Linked DNA regions of Hordeum vulgare: region 2 is linked to region 1. The links are chromatin contacts, called in public Hi-C maps. All regions are on one chromosome and are shown on one strand. Each heading gives the region's core, a stretch centred on a gene start, on an enhancer-like site or on the middle of the called end of the contact. The rest is flanking DNA. Distances are from core to core; before and after follow the strand shown.

Evidence for each region. Hi-C and Micro-C count contacts between places; a contact is called where the count stands out from the background.
Region 2: a Hi-C map of seedling shows a contact between it and region 1, with 6 times the contacts expected there. The contact joins the promoter of LOC123401502 here to the promoter of LOC123402361 in region 1. A contact is called at or near these places in 2 of 6 Hi-C or Micro-C datasets (leaf and seedling) and 1 of 1 datasets of contacts at active chromatin or transcription factors (embryo).

The regions. Positions count from the first base shown.
Region 1 is chr6H:335,045,837-335,050,127 of MorexV3_pseudomolecules_assembly, forward strand. LOC123402361 (restin homolog) reads right to left here and starts at 1,920. Exons shown (of 8, transcript XM_045096282.1): 1 at 1,610-1,920; 2 at 1,305-1,496; 3 at 1-1,189. The coding sequence starts at 1,753.
Region 2 is chr6H:335,271,684-335,275,974 of MorexV3_pseudomolecules_assembly, forward strand. It overlaps LOC123401502 (telomere length regulation protein TEL2 homolog), which reads left to right and starts at 2,190. Exons shown (of 15, transcript XM_045095326.1): 1 at 2,190-2,716; 2 at 3,216-3,305; 3 at 4,042-4,259. The coding sequence starts at 4,058.

The DNA of each region.
Region 1 (4,291 bases), core at 670-3,169:
GTGGAAAGTCAACCGAGCCTAGAATATCTTTAACTTTCCTGTGCTCCAAGAAGACCATGTCAGCAATTTTCTTTTGTTCAACCAACCATTCCAATCTGTCAATCATCTCCAAGGAAAGCAGATCCTCTGGAAATGTTGCCTCTGACATAACCTCTCCGATGCGTTGAAGAACCCCATCACTTATTGTAAGTGCGGTGTTTGCGTCATTTAATTGCTCAATGCTTGCCTTAGCAGCTTCCCATGCGTTGTATGTTTCTCTAAGCTCGTCCAAACATTTCTCATGTTCCACTGACTTTTCATCTAGCAACATCTTAAGCTCCTCAATCCTGCCCTCAGATTCTTGCAAGGAATCAGACCTCTGTTGCAATTCCACCATGCACCTCTCCAGCTCACCTGTTTTTTCAGCCAGTGTCTGCTTTAAGGAATCACGATGCTGCACCAACGACTTGCCCTTTGTGACAGCCATGGTGAGCTTCTCTTTAGTAGCTGATAATTTATGCTCCATCTGCTCAATTTCTGCCTTTGTTTTGCCTGCTTCAGCAATTGCTACCTCTCGAGCAGCTTTCGTTTTCTCAAGCTCTTCGGTAAGGATTTTGTTTTCTTCCATGGAAGTTTTCAACTTTTGTATGAAATTTGCTTCGTTTCTCTTGCTACTGACCAATTCCTCTGAAACATTACCGAAAAGAGTGGCGTGATCGCATTGACCCGTGGCCACAAAACCAGGCTTAACCTCTGCCAACACTTGCTCGAGTTGTTCAATGCCCAATAAAGCTTGCCTGTACCGCTCTGTTAGCAACGAAGTCTTCCTTTCAACAGCAGATATCCCGTCTTGATCAGCACCCTCAAAACTGAGGGCATCTTTCCCAACCACGGCATCGAGCGATGCAACCATTCGCCCAATTGTTAGTTCTGAAACTTGCCTCCACGAACCAAGGTATGCATCCACAACCTCTTTTGACACTTGAACCTCAGCAGCCCTGGCACGTAAGCTGTCAACCTCCTCCTCCCTGGAACGCACCATTGAATTCAGTTCAAGCACAAGTCTGGAGCAATCATCCAGCATCAAGTGCAGTGGTGCCCTCTCATCAGGATCATCTGCATGCAACGAACTTGACACTTCCCGCCCCACCAGCTCCTGTAGCATTCTCCGTAGCGTCGCTGCCTCCCGTGCACACACATCTCTCTCTTCCTGAACCAAGCCCAGTTCGCGTCATCTTATAGGCAGAGAATGGAGCTGGCAGGTCGCAATTCACGTGCAAAATAACACGAACTGAACTAGTGTGAAAAGCAAAAGGAAGCAATACCTTGTACTTGCGGCACTCGGCAGCGGCGCTAGACTCGTCCGGGAAGTCGATGACTGCGATGGATTCATCGAGCGAGCGAGCGGTTGCGAGGTCGTCAGGGGCATCCTCGAAGGTCTCGCCGCTGGTGGCATCGTCGGCGGGCATGCTGACGAAGATACCGGCGTCTGGGTCTGCCCCGGGGCTCCGCGCATCCTACACGGTGCAGAGGCAGGAGGTTCCGTAAGCCGTTCCGTTTGTTCGTGTGGACCCGGGTGTCAAAATGGAGGTGGCAGAGCGGTTGGAACTGGCTGCGGTGGTGATGATACCTGCGAGGGGAGCTCGACGAGGACGCCGTCGCTGCTGCCGCCCTCGTCGGAGTGTGCCCGGACGCGCGGCGGGGAGCGTCGGCGGGCGGAGGACGAGGAGGAAGAGGACTTGGGGGAGGAATCGGAGTCGGAGTGGTCGGCCATGGCGGCACCAGATCTGGGCCGGATCGGGCTGGTGGATCCGATCAAACCATCGCCGAGGAGGAGGGAGAAGGAATTGGGGGAGACGATGGCGCGTGGGCCCGATCGGGGGGTGCGCGGAGCAGAGCTGCGAAGGTTGCGGAAGGCCCCGAGCTGACAAGTGGGGTTCACGTGGCAGTGCGAGTAGGGCGGTGATTTGTCACATCCGGTGCCTCTTGGAGTAGGTAGGACCACGACGGCCCACCTGTCGGTCAAGGCTTCCGTGCGACGTTGGGGCACTTTGTTGATTCGTGAACACTCGTTGACCACTGTATGACGTTTCGGTAGGACACAAAACAGATAGCCACAGGGAGTCACCCGAGAGACCAGGCCGCGGTCAGCATAGCCGATAGTTAAGAGAAAAAAAACTCGAGAGGGGAGGGGCAGGTTTCTGTATTTTTATTTTTCTATTTTACGGTTAAAAACTTGTATTGTAGTATTACTCATGGTTCTTCTTAAAGTCCTCCTTGTAAGATCAATGACTTCTGGAGGGCCCCGCCCAACCAGACTATGGTTCACTAAGTGCGTGTTTGGTTTCTCTGCTCGCATCTGCATCGCACTGGGCATGCAAAATCTAACCTGTTTGGTGTCCTGTGGGCGTCCCCAGCCTGGCCCAGCTGATGCAAAAGCAAGCCCCTCAGCCAGGCTGAGAGGAACGCAGGAATCGAGCGTTCCTGCGATGCAGCCTCGCTCTTGCACCTGCGCTTCCACTTAACGCGAAACGGTACACAGAGAGAGACGGCACCGGCGGCCGCATCGCGCAGCGCGGAGGGAAGGAAGGAGGCATGGAGTACGCGGTGGTGGGGGCGGGGGCCGGGGGCTACTACTATTACCCGCCCGCGCAGCCGCAGCCGCAGACGCTCCGCCGCTGCCCGCGCCCGACCGCCCGCTGGGTCAAGCACTAGTACGCCCCCGCCCCCTCCCCGCCCCGCCCCTCTAATGTCCGTCTCTCAGATCGCCGCCGCGCCGGAACGACCGACCGACTGACTGTCGTTGTGTTGCAAGATCTCGCCTCCCCCGGCTCCAAGTGCGCCCTCTTCAAGTGGGTCACCCCCCCGGATCGATGCGACCGTGCCGCTGGACGTCCATGCTCATGCGCTCGCCAGCGCCTGGATGTGTGTGCTTGCAGGCGCTGCGTCGGAGAGGAAGACGCACCTGTGCTGGATCGGCCCGACCACCCGTGGTCGCGGCGGCGCCATGGGACGCTAGTGGTGCAGGAGTTCATCGATTTCTCATACAGACTTCCAAACACCATCTCACATTGTCCTGTCCAACATCATGCAAACAACCAAACATACATCTCTACCCGTTTTTGCATCAGGTTAACCTGGCTAGACTCAGTCGGGATGGTGGATACGATGCAGCGTGAGGCTATGCATTTAACCAAACACGCCCTAAGAGCATCTCTAAGAGCATACCCATATTTTGGGTAGTCAAAACCATTATGGATAGAGAAGAGAAGGTTTGGGTATCCAAAAAAAATTCTGCTTTTCAAGCTTACCCATATTTGGATACCCAAAAACTTGATAGCCCATTCTTTGTGCTTCTAGTTCTATTTGTGCAAATGCAACCGAATCACAAATACAATCAATTCAAACGTGCTAAATTAAAATTCCCAAATTGTCAAACAAATAGTGCATATTACAACACAATGTTCATCAAATCAAACACAAATGTTAAACGAAACCGAATTAGCAATTGAAATACGAACTCAAGTATCTTGTTCTCCATTCTACTTCCACCACTCCTCGATAAGATCTTCTTTTAGTTGTCGATGAGTATCTGCATCTCTAATTTCATGATGAACTTGAAGGAAGTGACTCACGCGGTCAGCACGTCTACGAGGATTCACCACCCGCCCCATAAAGTCGTAGTGGTGATCAAAATCTTGACCACGCTCGTTCTCGATGATCATATTGTGCAATATCACACAAGCCGTCATGATCCTCCCTAGGGTTTTTTGGTCCCAAAACCTAGCCGGTCCACGAACAATAGCAAATTGGGCTTGCAAAATCCCAAATGCCCTCTCCACATCCTTTCTAGCGGCTGCTTGAGCACTATGAAAACGAGATTGTTTCTTACCTTGAGGGTTAGGAATGGGCTTGACAAATGTTGCCCACTATGGATAAATCCCATCTGCAAGATAATATCCCTTCGTGTACTTGTGTCCATTCAACTCATACTCAATCTCTGGCGCTTCTCCATTGGCCAAGCTTGCAAACAATGGAGATCTGTTGAGCACATTGATGTCATTTAGTGATCCGGGCAAACCAAAATAGGCATGCCAAAACCATGTATCCTCATCTGCAACAGCCTCAAGTATGATGGTTGGATCCTTGACATGTCCGGTAAATTGCCCATGCCATGCCGCTGGACAATTCTTCCACCTCCAGTGCATGCAATCAACCGAGCCAAGCATCCCTGGGAACCCTCTTTGAGCATTCAACGCTAAAAGCCTCTCCGTGTCTTGAGCATTGGGTGCTCTCAAGTATTGTTGGCCAA
Region 2 (4,291 bases), core at 940-3,439, 230 kb after region 1:
ATGTGTGTTAGGCTGGCCGAGTCGCAATCACATATAACAATCTTGGGGATTTGAGCTGCCACGTCGATAATTCTGTTTGGCAACGTTCTCAAAATTTAAAATAGACCAGGATCGAAGAGTTTGATGTGTCAATTTTTGGAATTACAAGTTTCGAATTCAATTAGCTTTCGTCTATAGATTTAGGCCCTGTTTGGTTTCAATAAGGTCGTGTTTGGTTTCAATAAGTCATGACTTAAAACCAGTGACTTATAAGTCACGCCTGTTTGGTTGTCATCTGACTTATAAGTCACCTTTTCATGCAAAAGTGGGTGACTTATAAGTTTTAAGTTGGGATGGAGCAACCTATGACTTATAAGTTGTGGTTACTTATAAGTTGGGTCTGTTTGGCAAAATAAGTCACTTTTTGCACTTTTCAACTTATAAGTTGGTGACTTATTTGGAACCAAACATGGCCTAAGTCAGGTGACTTATAAGTCACGTGACTTAAAACCAGTGACTTATAAGTCATGTTTGTTTGGTTGCCATCTCACTTATAAGTCACCTTCTCATGCAAAAGTGGGTGACTTATAAGTTTTAAGTTGGGGTGTAGCAACTTATGACTTACTAGCAAAAGGGCCCGAGCGTTGCCACGAAAAAAAACATAATCTCCAATGATGGTGACCATATTATGTTCACATATCATCGCTTGATTTAGAAATTTTGTGCACAAATTTATTAACATATCATCGCTTGAAGTAATCTTTACATTTTCAAAAAATATATATCATGGTTGTCAAAAATCTTGGTAACTCAAAGATTTATTCTGAATTTCAAGATTTTTTCTTAGAAAACATACAATAATAATCCGATCCATCCAACAGTTAATTCTTCAAAATTCACACATGTATATTGTCACAAAGACTTAGAAGCATTAATGTTTAACTACATACATTAGAACTTTGTGAACAATTTTACAAATATGGGAACAATTTTAAAATTGAGAACATTTTTTACAATTTACAAACATTTAGTAAAAATCGTGAATATTTTTTATATTTTGAACGGGTTTAAATATTTTCTTTCGAATTGGCGACCAATTTAAGAAAAGACGAACATAATTTTTGATGTTGGAGAATTTTATTTTAAATTCACAAACATTTTTTGAAACGCATGAAGTTTTTCTGAATGAACAAACATTTTTATAAATCAGTAATATATTTATTAAATTCATGGACATTGTTTTGAAATTTGCAAAAGAATATAAAAATTCGACGCTCTTTTTGAACCCTATTTTTAATTCAAAATAAAAATTCGTCAGCATTTTAAATCAAAATTCCTATTTTATAATATGCAAAAGTTTTTGTAATTCTAAATTATTTAAATATAAATAAACAAAAATGGAACGTTAAATAAAAAAAGAAACTATCAAAACAGGCATTAGCTATTTTTAAAATTTTAAGACATTTTTTAAATGCATTAACATATTTTTAAATTAGAAATCATTTTGTTAAATGCCTTTAATAATTTTTATTACATGGAATTGTATTTGAGATCATGGACTTTTCTTATTGTACAAACATTTTTCTAAAATTGCAAACATTTTATTGTGTATGCGAGCATTTTTCACAAAACTTCGAGCAGTTTTTGAAGTCACAAACATTTTAATTTTTTAAATATGTTGATTTATAATTTTCAGTTTATTAAAATATTAAAGATTATTTGAAGTTTTTAATTATTTAAAATAAAAAAATAAAACGAAACTGAAAATAAATAAATAAACGGAACTAAAAGCAGGCGCATGTGCATGGGCCGGTCCATATGGTGTGCTGGAAATTCTTCCAGCATGCAGAAGGTAATATAGAAGGTTTTTACATGGGCCGGCCATTTTTTGCTTTGTGAAACGTTTTTAATTACTTATCGATGGCATGGTAAGTAATTTATGCAAACTTTAGGAATAATTTTCAAGACGATCAGAAACAGTATTTGCTTTATTATTAGGGAGAGATAAGTTGGGGTGACTTATAAGTTGGGTCTGTTTGGTAAAATAAGTCACTTTTACACTTTTTAGCTTATAAGTTGGTGACTTATTTGGAACCAAACAGGGTCTTAAGGTTTGTTTTTGACTTTTTCCTATTTCAAAATTAACCCTATCCAGCCCTCCCGTACCCTGTTTCTTAAAAAAAAAAAGCCCTCCCGCACCCAACAGCCATGACGGCGCGAGGAAGAAGCAGCCCTCGCCGGCGGCTGACCGCAGCTCCCCTCTCCCTGTAATCCTCACCGCCATCCATCCCCGGCCCTAGCCTCCTCTGTCATCCGGCCTTCTCCTGCCTGGTCGCGTGCCTGGGCAGCCCGGCGCCCGGCGCCCGTCGACCGCAGCTCCCCTCTCCCTCTAATCCTCTCCGCCATCCATCCCCGGCCCTAGCCTCCTCTGTCGCCCGGCCTTCTCCTGCCTGGTCGCGTGCCTGGGCAGCTCGGCGCCCGGCGCCCGTCAATCCTCTCCGAGGGCGGCGCCTGGCTGGGCTCCGGCGCCATCCGGCCCGCAGCCGCAGCTCGCCTCGTCCTGCGTCCCTGCTCTGCCTCGCCCTCCTGTCCTGCTCGCCTGCCCCGGGACTCCCGCGTGCCTCCATTGGCACGGGTTGCAGGTGCCCCAACCTGCTCGGCCGCCCCTCTCTCGGCAGTGCCCGGCTCCTCTGCCTGCAGCAACTTGCTGCCAGTCACTACATCACAACAGCAGAAGGTAAACCCCCCCCCCCCCCCCCCCCCCCCCCCCGGTTTTCCATGAATTTTCTCATTGCAAGTGCAGCAAATTTAGATTTTGCTGTGTTTATGTGTTTCAGAAACGATTCCATGGGCGATTACAAGGTAGAAATAGATGTTCAGTCTTACTTGACGATTGTAGACGGCAAACGAGTGTACAAAAGGGGCTATATTGTTGTTGGATGATGCAAAGTAAGATTATGTTGAGTTGGTGATGTTTTCATGTCAATTGGCTGTTAAAATGTTGCACCGTAGCTGCTTTTTGTTTGCTGAAATGTATACTTGGGCTGTGAAGAGGTAAGGGCATAGAAGTCTTCTTTGGATGGTGTTAGTCTTAGTCACTAATGGTATTTTGGCAAGAGAAAACTGAAAGTAGTGCTATATTGGCATGTTTGTTTTTCATAGTGGTATTTTGGCAAGTTTGGTTTCTCATAGTGGTATTTTGGCTATTGTCTCTAATTGTGGGCCACAAGGAGCAGCCGAGCAGCAGCGGCACAACAGTAACCACCGGATTGCCAGCATCATCCATCGCACAGCCAAGAACCACCCAGCCAGAGGTCCTGCAGTAGGTAATTTTCTTTCTTTCTCTAAATTCTTAGCTATTACTACCTCCGTCTGAGTTTATTAGTCCTTGTGTTCTTGGTCATATTTTAACCACGAGTAGCAATTTAATAGCTGTACATGGTATTGAGTCCTTGTAATGCGCCCACAAATCATATGAAACATGTGTACTTCTTCTCGTCAATTTTGGTGAGCTGTTTGGTAGTATTCACCACCGGGCCGCTAGGCATGAAGCTATTGGAGATGCTTGCCGGGCTCACAGCATCTTCGGTGATTTTGTTGAGTTTGATGTGTCTTACTTGTATATGTATTAATTATAGGACTGATTCAGATATGTTTCATTAAAGCTGACTCCAGCTTCTTGCACTTGTGTGCAGAAGATGGTTGCTGTAGATTTTTTTTAAATTGAATTCAAATATTTGTTTTCTTGCATCCGGCAAGTCATCTGGGTTCCCTGATGGTCGGCCTCCAGACATGGTTTGTTGTTTCTTCTTGAGCCACTGTTGTTGTGGGAGTTTCTTGTCAATGCTCCTTCTGAACATTATATTTCTTTAAATCAATATGTTTAATTCATATATGCAACTAGAATTAATATTTGGTATGACTTCTTTTGTTTTATGTTTGGCTGTTGTTCTTGTAAAAAATGTTGAGCGCTGAGTAATGTCTAATGAAGTAGTACGATTCACTGGAATTTTAAATAAATTGTGTACTCATTTGCTGGCACACCCAGCTATTTCTGTGTAGCTCCGCTAGTGCTCTCATGGCGAGCAAGCCAAGCAGCGCCATGGCGGCGGCCTCTTTGGAGGGTGGCGGCGGAGTAACGCGCTTGGAAGCCCTGGTCATGGACAAGGTGGCAGAGGCCGCCGACGCAGTCGCCACAGCGTCGAGCGCCGGTGAGGTGGTCCGCGCGATCCATGCCGTTGCTGTCCTACTCTTCCCCGTGGACTCGGCCACCGTCGCTGGTGAGGCTCCAAATCCTAGCCCCACTCACCCC